Linked DNA regions of Sus scrofa: all the other regions are linked to region 2. A link is a contact called in public Hi-C data. All regions are on one chromosome and are shown on one strand. The core of a region is the stretch at or near the end of the contact, and the rest is flanking DNA. Distances in the headings are between cores, read along the strand shown.

Region 1 (3,965 bases), core at 1,232-3,731, 140 kb after region 2:
AGCCGTGCCCTCCGCTAGGAAGCTCCCCACTGACTCCCGGGCTGGGTCAGAAACCCTATTCTTGCCCCCCTGGCCCTGGAATCCAGGGCATCAGCAGCACAAAGGAAGTCACCTTCTCTACGCTCCCATTGGACAGTGGGCATCTTGCAGGCAGTGCTCAATGACTCAGGGGTCCCAGCATGGGCTGAATACTGAGGGTGCTTAAAGCTTACTGAATACATATATGCAGGGGTGTCTGAGCTGTGTCCAGAGCCCCTTCCTTCTGAGACAGCCCTGAAGACCAGGGGAAAGGAGAATTCCTAAGACTGAAAGATGCTTGTCCCCAGTGGCTCTGGAGAGCCACTGCTTGGCCCTGGGATGTCCGAATCTTTATGCTAAGTTCTTGGCTGCGAGATGGGACAATAAAAATCGCCACCCGCGGGTACTAACTGTTGTTGCCACTTCATCAGCATTGATTTCTTCCTTAACCCCTCCTGTAACAAGCCTCTGAGCAGGTTCCAAAAGTACCTTCCAAATATTCCAAAGGGATTGAAATAGATGAGAGTTCCCTGGTGGTTTAGCAGTTAGGATTTGGCACTTTCAGGGCTTTAGCCTGGGTTCAGTGCCTGGTCTGGAAACGGAGATCCCACATTAAGCCATTGCACATGCAGCTCCCCCCACCCCCCCAAAAAACAAAGGAGGAAACAGAGGCTCAGAGAGGGGAAGTGACTTGCCTGAGGTCACACAGCAATTAAGAGGCAGACTCTCAGAAGTTCCCGTTGTGGCTCAGCAGAAACGAGCCTGACTAGTATCCATGAGGATGAGGGCTCAATCCCTGGCCTCGATCAGTGGGTTAAGGATCCAATATTGCCATGAGCTGTGGTGTAGGTCGTAGACATGGCTTGGATCCTATGTTGCTGTGACTGTGGTGTAGTCTGGCAGTTGTAGTTTCGATTTGACCCCAAGCCTGGGAACTTTCAACTTCCATATGCTGCAGTTTCGGCCCTAAAAAGCAAAAAAAAAAAAAAAAAAAAGAGGCAGAGACTCTTTGAATCCTGATCCAGGACCTGCTCCCTGAAGCCCTTAGTTATAACTACCTCCTCCCAGCTCACAAAGCTAATGCCTGTCCACCACCACCGGGGTTCTCACAGCAGTTCTGCCAGTTGGTGGCAACAAGGTGGGCAGACGGGGGGTGGGGAGCAGGAGCCAGGGCTGGACTGGCACTCACTCCGACTGGCTCTCAAGAGCAGTTCTTCCCAGCTCTGCATTCAGTGATGTCAAGGTGGTGCTGGAAACTGGACATGCAAGGCGTATTTATATACAAGGAACCAGCCGTCCTCCCCACACACCCCCAGCATCCCTGTCACCACCCTGCGTCAGAGCTGAGTGTTAATCATCCACCTGCCACTGTAGGAATAGGAGCCCACCGAGCCTTAGAGCGGCGAGTGATGAGACTGAGATGCCCACAGGCTCCCGCTGCTTCCCAGCCAGGTTTCAGCCGCTCTGCCGGGCGCTCCCAAAGCCTCTGCCCTCCCTCTGCTCACACCGTGCTTGGGTGTGGGAACGATGTTGTTTGCAGCAGCTGAGCCCCTGATCCTATTATTCCCTCCCAGGCTTGACAAGGGCCCGTGACTGGCCTTGCTGGGCCCCCTGCCCTGCCCTCCTGACTGCGGCCTGGGGGTGCTCTTGACCCCACTGCCTTTCCTGCTGCAGGTGACGTCCTGTTGCCCAGCTGCCAACAGGATGCCTTGAACACAGCTTTGATGCCCCTCAAGCCTTGGCCCCTGGCAGAGTGGCACTGATATCCTCCAAGGAAGGGTGACACCAAATGGTGTCTCATCTACACGTGGCCCCATCAGGGCGGGACAAAATCGGGCTTTGCGGAAGGCAGGCGTGGACATACCCTGGGAGGCTGTACTGCTTGGCCGAGGTGGTGGCTGCAGCACTGGTCACTGCACAGCCAGTCTGGCTGCTGGATCTTTTTTTTTTTTTTTTTTTTTTGTCTTTTTGTCTTTTGTTGTTGTTGTTGTTGTTGTTGCTATTTCTTGGGCCGCTCCCGCGGCATATGGAGGTTCCCAGGCTAGGGGTCAAATCGGAGCTGTAGCCACCGGCCTACACCAGAGCCACAGCAACGCGGGATCCGAGCCACGTCTGCAACCTACACCACAGCTCATGGCAACGCCGGATCGTTAACCCACTGAGCAAGGCCAGGGATCGAACCCGCAACCTCATGGTTCCTAGTCGGATTCGTTAACCACTGCGCCACGACGGGAACTCCTGGCTGCTGGATCTTTTGGTCTGGGGGATTCAAGCAGGCAGCAGGAGACTGGCCAGAGCCCTGGAGGAGAAGGCCTGTGGTCTGGCTGGGGGAGGAGCTGCAGGGCCACACCGGGTGCTCCCACCCCCTTTTCTCAAAGAGGTGCCTCCCTCCCGGACACCCCGACCGCATCTGCTGTCTTCCAGGAAAAGGCCAATGCAATCGCTGAGTCAGCTGATCGAGGCTGGTATCACCCCGGCAGCTTTACAGGATGAGCACGCTGCTTGGAGGGCCCAGCAGGGCCTGCCCAGGAGCCCAGGACCTGGCCAGGCTCCCAGTCCCCGCCCCGCACCATTGTTCCTACCTGGCACCCGGCCTGCCTTCTCTCCCACCCCACCCTCTAGCCCAAACAGCATCTCATGCCCAAACCCAGCCTCTCTCCAATTTCCCAGATGCCAGTCTCGCCTGCCCTGGGGTAGGAGAAGGCGTCAGGAGATGGCTCTGTAGCCTTGGGCAAGTCCCTTTACCTCTCTGAGCCTCCGTTTCCTCACAGGTGAGATGCAAGCCGTTGCCCCAGTGGGCTCTGCTGTGAAAAGGTTAGAAGGGGCCCAGAAGGAGCCAGGCATGCCGGAGGTGTTCAGGAAATGGTTCGTACGGGCTGTCCCCCAGTATGACCTGTTCTCCAGGGCCTGAGGGAGAGGGAAGCTGTGGCATCTTCTGCCGGCCCATCTAACATTATTCAGCAAGGGATCATTATGCTCAGGACGCAGCTCCATCGTCCCCTGAGGCAGTGGGGTCCAGCTTCCGAGCTCTCACTTCAGCCGGCTCTGGGCTCCCAGCATTAGCAGAGTCTGAGGTGTGGACATGGCGAAGGGCCAACGTCAGGGCAAGGTCAGGACTTGGAAGAACCTAGCCCGTCCAACAGGGGAGTGGGCAAGGCTGCCCTGTAGGGGGCGTCAGGGTGGGAGGCGGGGGTGGCCTCTGGACAAGTAGCCCACACTGGAGGCTTAGTGCCCACGCCCTGGTGCTGGTCGTGGCATGTCACCCCTGCTTCAGAGGGCGTCTTCTTGTTTGCTTGGGAGGAATGAATGAAATTGTTATGTCATGAGCAGCACGGTGGGCACCGTCCCGGACTGGCAAGCGGGGCTGGGAAGGCGGAGGGAGAGGGCCTGGGAACCGGGATTGCTCAACAAATGAAGAGGGAGGAGTGGGAAGTGAGCGGTGGATTGAATAAAGGAGTGAATCAGTGAATGAATAAGTGAGCCAGTGAATGAATGAATCAGGAAGCTAATGCCTGAATAATTAGCAACACCTAGGTAGCTCTCACTACATCCCGACATCCCGACACTGTTCTATGCATTTTACTTGCCTGAATTCACTCGGTCTCACAAAAACTTTCTGAAGCAGGCTGTATTATTACCTCCAGATCACGGAGGCACAGAGAAGTTAAGCAACTTACCCAAAGTCACACAGCTGGTAAGTGAGTTGAAATTTGAACCCATGCAGCTTGGCTCCAGAGTCTCTGGGTACCAAGTGGGAACATAGCCCCAGGACCTTGGGGAGAGTTCATACCGGAGGGGTGGGAAGATGGACTCTGCTGTCTGGACCTTGAGGTTTCAGACTTCATATTATTCAGCAGATCATTCCTTTATCCATTTATTCTGTATACCTGCTCTTCCCTCACTGATGCATCCATTCACTGAGGGCTGGCTCTGGGAGAGGGAGGGGT
Region 2 (3,460 bases), core at 75-2,574:
AAAGCATGAGCTTCTCTTCCTTGTGAAATATGTTTGTTGTACCATTCAAGTTGGGGGCTTAGCGATCGGCACTCAGAACTGCAGGCACCTTTGATAACACCACATGAAGCACTCTGATAAGTGATAGGAATACAGGAGCAAAGCCCACAGTGAGAAAACTTCCCATTTGATTTCCAAGCTGAGGCAATGCAGACAATTAAGAAATAAATGGCAACTTACCAATTTTTTTTCTTTTTCTGCCACCCTCGAGGCCTATGAAAGTTCCCAGGCCAGGGATTGAAAGAGCCACAACCGCAACAACACTGGATCCTTAACCCACTTCGCTGGGCCAGGGACTGAACCAGCACTGCCTCAAAGACAAGCTGGATCATTAACTCACTGCACCACAGTGGGAACTTCTGCTTCATTGCTGCTTTGTTTTTAACCACAAAAGACTGGAAACAAATTAAATGCTCACTACTGGAGGAATTTTTTTTCTTTTTTTTTTGTCTTTTTTGCCACAGCTGCGACCTATGGAAATTTCTAGGCTAGTGGTTGAATCAAAGCTGTAGCCACCGACTTAAAATGCTGAGCAAGGCTAGGGCTCGAACTCTCATCCTCATAGACCCTATGTCAGGTTCTTAACCCGCTGAGCCACAGTGGGAACTCCTGCTTCAGTTTTTAGATGCAAGGGTGACAAGTGAAGCCCTTAGGCTGTACAGATAGTTCATAAAGGCTCTCTCCTACACACCAGGTTGCTCCCTTGGAAGGGGGATTTTCCTGGAATCCACCTACTCAGTACAAGAGCCTGGGAACTAGTTTCTGAGTTCAAGTCCTACCTCCCCATCCCAACTCCCCAAGATATGCGGCTCTGGGAAAATGATACCTCCTGTGCCTCAGTTTCCTCATCTGAGAAATGGGGCTAGTAACAAGTCATACTGTGTTGGTACACAGTTACGAGAGATTTCCCTCACTTTATATCCAAGAGCACTTCCATCCGCTACAGCCCTCCCCTCTGTTCATGGGGGCCCTCAGGAGGTACAAACGAATTAATTCCACGTATCATATTCTCAGGCCGTTGGGAAAATTGTCTAGTTATCCCAGGCTGTGCAAAGGAGAGTGAGTGCAGTTCTAAGGCCGTTTGTAGGGACCCGAGGGAGGCGGGCGTAGAAGCACGACATTTCTTCCAGGCTTTGTTTCCCCAGGCGACACACCGACCACGAAGAACCTCGGCGGAGGTCCCGGGTGCGGCACGTACCTTCCCAACTAGGCACCGCCCACAGGTCGCCTCGCGCGGGCCCGCCGAGCTGACGTAAGTGCGCGCGCGTCCTCCGCGCCTATCCCCGGCGCATGCGCGCTCCGTGCTGTCTTCTCCGGGCCAGAGCAGCAGCGGCGGCGGCGGCGTTTGAGTGGAGGAAGATGGCGGCCCCGAGCGACTCGGTGTCCCGCCAGCTGTGAGGAGCCCCGAGTGCTGCAAGCGCGGCCTAGGGCGGAGCGCCTCTGCTCTGGTCCCATCCCTGGCTCCCTCACTGCCTTCGCCAGCAGAGCGTATTTGAGAGCGTGGCGCGGGCTGGACCAGGTGAGGCTTCTTCCTCTCCCTGGGCCGCGGCAGGGAGCCGGCGCCTTCTGCCCTTTATGCCCTGGGTCCGGCGCAGGCCCTGCGCCCGGCACGGGGGTCGGTGACGGCTGGCCTGGGGGCCTTGCTTTGGTCATCCTCGGCCTCCTCAGGTTAGGCAGGGAGGAGGAGAGCCCCTTTCTAGCCAATCCTTGGGATGAGGGCGAACCCGGCCTCTCTCTAGCAGGGCGGTTCTCGTCCTCTCACCGGGGCCACCAAAGGGTGTGTGACCAGAGTAAGAATGGCTTAGGGGGTCTCGGATTATCTTCCACCCCACCCTCAAATTTTTTAAAGCCTTGGGAGAGGAGCCAATGTTCTCCAAAAAATTGGGGCTGCGGAGAGGGGCCAGCATCTCTGAAGCTGCAGTTGCAAAGGGAACATTTTGAAATTGGCTTAAAAAATAAAACACAAGCAGCCTTTCCTACCCTTTAGTTTTTTGAATGTAGCCCTAGCGAAGTAGAAACTGAGGATCTCCTTGATTGAGACAGCAATCCACGTTGTGAGTGTGGAAGGCTTCTGGTGAGAATTGTTTGTAGAGGGAATCGGGGAGGGTGGGAACCAATTGTAAACGGAGAAAAAACAATTGTAAGATCTTGATGGTCTCTGCAAAGTAACTTCGTTGCTTATTGAAGTCCTCGTTCCTTTGGATTCAAACCTTTGGATTGTTAAGATTCGGAACACGCAATTGCTTTGTCTGTTATCTCCCGAATTTTATTAGGAAAATAAAAGCTTAATTTTTAATTGCCAAAGTCTTTGGACTTTCTGTGGTGGGTTCCGATTGCTCAGCGTGAAGATTCAGACACATCACCAATTCTCACTTGCTGGCTGGGACCTTGTATTGTACTTGTTAGCCTTTTTGAGAACTTTTGTTGTTGTTGTTCACATGCTAATTTGGAGACTTTGATTTTGTTTCTCTCACTTAGGCAAGCTGGTTTGAAGCTTGTGGTCTCTTCTAACCGGCTTGAGGAATGATGGCTTCAGTTGCAGTTATGCTGTGGAATTGTTGAGGCTTTGGCTTGGACACACCAAATACCTTTTGTAACTTAAATTTGTTTTGCTTGTGCTTAAGAATGATGACATCATGGGTTTAAAGGGATGAAATTTGAGAGGAAATAGCATCATTTAGAATTGAATACTTAAGATTAAGCCTGTAGCTTTTACAGGGGCCAGTGATGCTCTGTGTCATATCCCTAATTTTGAGCATATTCATGTGTATAATCTAATTGGTTTCCTTTATATTGTATGTTGTCATTTTAGATCCTGAAACTGTTTGCTTTTGGCAAGCCTGGTATAAATACATTACTCAATCTACATTGACCCATGAGTGTTTTGTCTACTTCAGAAAGCTTTTAATTGTTGAAATGACAACTGTTTAGTTTAATACGAGCTAATTCTTTTGGCCGTTTTTTTCTTTTCTTAAAGTCTTTTCCCTATAGATTTTAGATTTTCTTAATGCCTTGGTTAAGGATATAAACCTAAACCAGCAACTTCTCCATTCTAGAAAATTGCAGAGCCACTCTACATTTCAATTTGCTAATAGTCATGAAATTAATGCAGTGAAGCATCCTGGTGGTTTGACATTATGCTTCTTGGCATAATGTGTTGCCTTGTTGTGCTAAATCATCATCAGGTATTGATGCAACTTCGTGACATCCATGACATCACTCACTGTCCAGCATTTTGCCTTTTGCAATTTCTTCCTTCTCAGAGTCACCAAAAAAGGGTTCAGGAAAAAGAGCTTAGGATGCTTCTTAAATGTCTGGTTTCTGGTAGAGCCTTCTCTTAACACTGCTTTATATACTTAAAACCCTTCTGTAAGACTCAGAGCTGTGGGATTGCTCCCTATTGTGAAAATGCTAGCAAGAT
Region 3 (3,506 bases), core at 684-3,183, 230 kb after region 2:
GTCACTCACCCTGGTCCTCTCACCCCCCAGGAGTCTCCGCCTCTCCTCCTCCATGGATGGATGAGGCAAGGAGGGCGCAGGAGGGGAGGATAGTGGAAGGTCACAGGGCAGATGGGCTGTGGGCTGAGCTGGGAAAGGACAGCCTGGCCCCGGGGAAGGACAACCACACATCTTGGAGCTGTCTGGGAATCTGGGAATCGTCTGCTTCAGCAGAATTCCAAGGACTGGGAAGGTGAATGTGGGTGTGCCAGGGGGAGCTGTCCACCCCGGTGTGGCCCGGTCTCAGGCTCGTGCCAGGCCTGCGTTGCCAAGCAGGAGACCTGGGTTCTAGTCCCCACTCTGCCACCAACTTGCTGTGTGACCTTGGGCAAGCCCCTGCCTATCTCTGAGCATTCATCTGTGCAATGAGAGGATTTGAGTCAATGTGGAACTGACCAGCACGAATGCTAGAGGCTGGGAGAGCCAGAGCGCCACCCACCCCCCCTGCCTCTGCCTGGGTTGGTAAGCAAGGTACCCTGGGTGGGACCACTCAACCTGTCTCTGTCTCAGGCTGAGGGAGGCACATCCTCTCCCCTCCAAAACTGTCCCATACTCCGTGCTGGGGTCCTCCTCCCTGTCTCCCCCCTCTGCCCCCATAGCTGCCAGGCTGCCAGCTGGGAGCCTCCGCAGCTGTGACCAAGCGTCCTGCGTCATGGTGAGTCAGAGCCCTCCCTCCAAGCCAGCTCCAGTCACCCCATGACAGGAAGAAGAGAAAGGACACCTCTGCCTCCCCTACCCTGGGCCACACAGGATGGGGCCCAGGGCCCAGCGGCAGGCAGGCCGGCTTTTCCATCTCCATGCAAGGCAGCCACACAGCTGGCACTGCCCAAGGCATCCATCCCCTCAGAGCTGTCCTCCCCAAGGCCAGACCGGCGGGGCGGGTGGCAGGGGAGGCTGGTCAGATGGGGGCAGAGCATGCAGGGCTCTGAGCATCCATGACTGGGTATAGCACTGGACTCTAGACTGGCACATCTGTCTTGTTCACACTGGCACATAGTAGGTGCTTTGTACACATCCACTGAATGAAGGCTCAGGCTTCTGGGGGGGAGTAGGGATACTGGTGAGGTAATAATGCATTATATCTGTGTTCACCATTACATTATTTATTTTTAGCCCTGTATCAGTGTCAGTCTTTTTTTTTTTTTTTTTTTTTTTTGGCTTTTTAGGGCTGCACCTGTGGCATAGTAGTTTGAATCCGAACTACAGCTGCCGGCCTACACCACGGCCACAGCAACTCAGGATCCGAGCCACATCTGTGACCTACACCACAGCTCACGGCAATGCTGGATCCCTGACCCACTGAGCGAAGCCAGGGATTCATCCTGCATCCTCATGGTTCCTAGTCAGATTTGTTTCCACTGTGCCACGATGGGAACGCCCATTGCACACATTATCTCACTCCCATGAGGCAAGATTTTACCCCCATGGAGTTCTCCTTGTGGCACAATGGGATTGGCAGCATCTCTGGAGCACTGGGACACAGGTTCAAAACCCGGCCCCGCGCAGTGGGTTAAGGATCCAGCCTTGCAACTGTGGTTCAGATCTGATCGCATATCCTGAGGGGTGATGAAAAGACCAAAAAAAAAACAAAAAATATTTTTACCCAGTTGGCAGCAAAAAACCTTGAGGCTCGGGGAAGGGAAGCATCTTGCCCAAGGTCACACAGCTTGTGTGAGGTGAGCCCATATTCACAATAGTTCCCCGACCCCCATGGCCAGGGTCATTCTCCACCAGGCTTTTACTCCAGAGAGGGCACCGGGCCTGGGCAAGGAGATAACGTCAGCATCCACGCCACTGCTCCCCACCCCCACCCCTTGGCAGTCCCACCGGGCCCAGATCCAGCCCGGCTAGAGGCCTCCAGCTCCACCCCACCCCCTTGTCTCAAACCTCATTCATCCTTCAAACCCCGCTGGTCCATCCCCAAGTTTTTAAAGAGAACCAGTGAACCTGGCTTCCTCACTTGGAAAAGGGGCACAAGGACACCTGCTCTAACCGATGCCCAAGAACGTGTACGGATGGAGTGAGTCGGCAGGATGTAAAAGTGAGCGCTGAGAAGCTGAGGATCTGTGGGCCATGGGCAGGTTTGCTAAGGAGCTGGGGGTGTGTCTGAGTGTGTGGCTGTGTGTAAATGCCAGTGTGTGTAAATATGGGTGTGTGTGTGTGGGTGTACCCATGTGTGTTTGTGTTCGTGGGTAGGGATGTGAGAGAGCCAGTGTGAGTGATTAGAGGGGCCACTGCGGGCCCCATCGGAAGGGAGCTGCGGGTCTGAGAAAGGACTTGGCCATTCTGCACGGGCTCAGCCCAAAGGGCCTTCTCACCTCGCTGCCGGCGCTTGCAGGAGACCCGGTGGAGGGATCCGAACGCTCATCCCCACCCTCTGTATCCCCAGCCTGGGCCAGTGTTCCCCCCCCCGCCACCGATGATGTCCCTGACACCTAAGGGCCCTCAGGCAAGGCATCTGATCTCCGTGAGCCTGTGTCTTCCCCTGCCACTTGGGCACAAGAGACATCTGAATGTCGTGTACTTCTTCGTGGCCCAAATGCTGAAATTTCCCTGCCCCCACCGCCCTCTTCCCTGACCTTCAGCCCCTGTCACCAGGTGGCTCGGGAGGCCCGAGGGCCTATGGTCCCCCTCCAGCTCCCCTGCCCCCTGCCCCGGGGCTGCCCCCGCCCCTAGCCTGGCGGCGGCGGCAACAGGTGCGCTGCGGGCGGGGCGCTGGGGGCGGGGCGGCCTCGCGGGCTCCGCGCTCGGGGCTCCGGGCGAGCGCTCCCCGGGGCCGCCCCGCCCGCCGTGCTGCCCGCGGCTGGCAGGGGCGGGCGCGGCGCGGGCGGCGGTGGCGCTCGGCGAGCCGGGCACGGCGGCGGCGGCGGCAGCGGCGGGGACGACCCGGCGGGAACGGCGGCCGAGCGGAGCGGAGCCCCGGGCCCTTCCCTGCGAATCCGCGCTTCCGCTGCGCCAGCGCCGCGCGTGAGCCCCGGGCCCGCGCAGACATGAGCGCCCGGCGGCCGGACGCACTCAAGGCTCAGCGGCCCGACCCCGAGGCCCCGTGATGGGCTCCTGCGTGTCGCGAGGTGAGGGGGCCACAGATCTTGGCGAGGAGAAGCAGGAATCGGGGGCCCGGGTCCCCGCGCCGGGGACGCAGGCACGACCCCTCGGCCTCTCGGGAGAACCTGGGTGGGGGTGGGGGTAGGGGGACGACCCGCCCTTCGCGGCCAGCCGCACACCCCGCCCCCCCGCCCCCCGCCGAGTCCCAGGGGACAAGGTGCCCCGAGGGGGTCAGGGCGTGGGAGGGGGCAGCAGCGCGGAGAGAGCGAGCGTGGGGAGGTCACCGCAGCCCCGCTTGGAACCACACCCCACCAGGTGGCAGAAGCAGGGTCGCTACCTTTCCAGCAGCCACACGCCCCCTGCCGTGTGCCTCGGAGGGACGGCAGGCTTCTGATTTCTCCTGGCTTCTCTGGAGGGACTGC

What was found. A called contact is a pair of places that touch in the nucleus more often than the background predicts.
Region 1: a Hi-C map of retroperitoneal adipose tissue shows a contact between it and region 2, with 2.4 times the contacts expected there. The contact joins the enhancer-like site here to the promoter of FBXO42 in region 2. A contact is called at or near these places in 1 of 5 promoter capture datasets (liver), 7 of 47 Hi-C or Micro-C datasets (embryonic fibroblasts, epiblast stem cells, mesenteric adipose tissue and 4 more) and 1 of 2 datasets of contacts at active chromatin or transcription factors (skeletal muscle).
Region 3: a Hi-C map of embryonic fibroblasts shows a contact between it and region 2, with 9 times the contacts expected there. The contact joins the promoter of FAM131C here to the promoter of FBXO42 in region 2. A contact is called at or near these places in 3 of 5 promoter capture datasets (fetal liver, fetal skeletal muscle and liver), 23 of 47 Hi-C or Micro-C datasets (adipose tissue, alveolar macrophages, brain and 15 more) and 2 of 2 datasets of contacts at active chromatin or transcription factors (alveolar macrophages and skeletal muscle).

The regions. Positions count from the first base shown.
Region 1 is chr6:75,304,092-75,308,056 of Sscrofa11.1, reverse strand. No RefSeq gene overlaps it. Among named protein-coding and RNA genes, the nearest start is that of EPHA2, 27 kb to the right of the region's middle. Within about 2 kb of position 2,481, at least 15 of the 83 cell types and tissues checked have an H3K27ac peak or open chromatin away from gene starts, as enhancers often do. A contact at or near this core is called in omental adipose tissue and retroperitoneal adipose tissue, where this site is marked.
Region 2 is chr6:75,443,985-75,447,444 of Sscrofa11.1, reverse strand. It overlaps FBXO42 (F-box only protein 42), which reads left to right and starts at 1,324. Exons shown (of 10, transcript XM_003127635.5): 1 at 1,324-1,558.
Region 3 is chr6:75,211,508-75,215,013 of Sscrofa11.1, reverse strand. It overlaps FAM131C (protein FAM131C), which reads left to right and starts at 1,933. Exons shown (of 7, transcript XM_021095410.1): 1 at 1,933-2,080. The coding sequence starts at 2,035.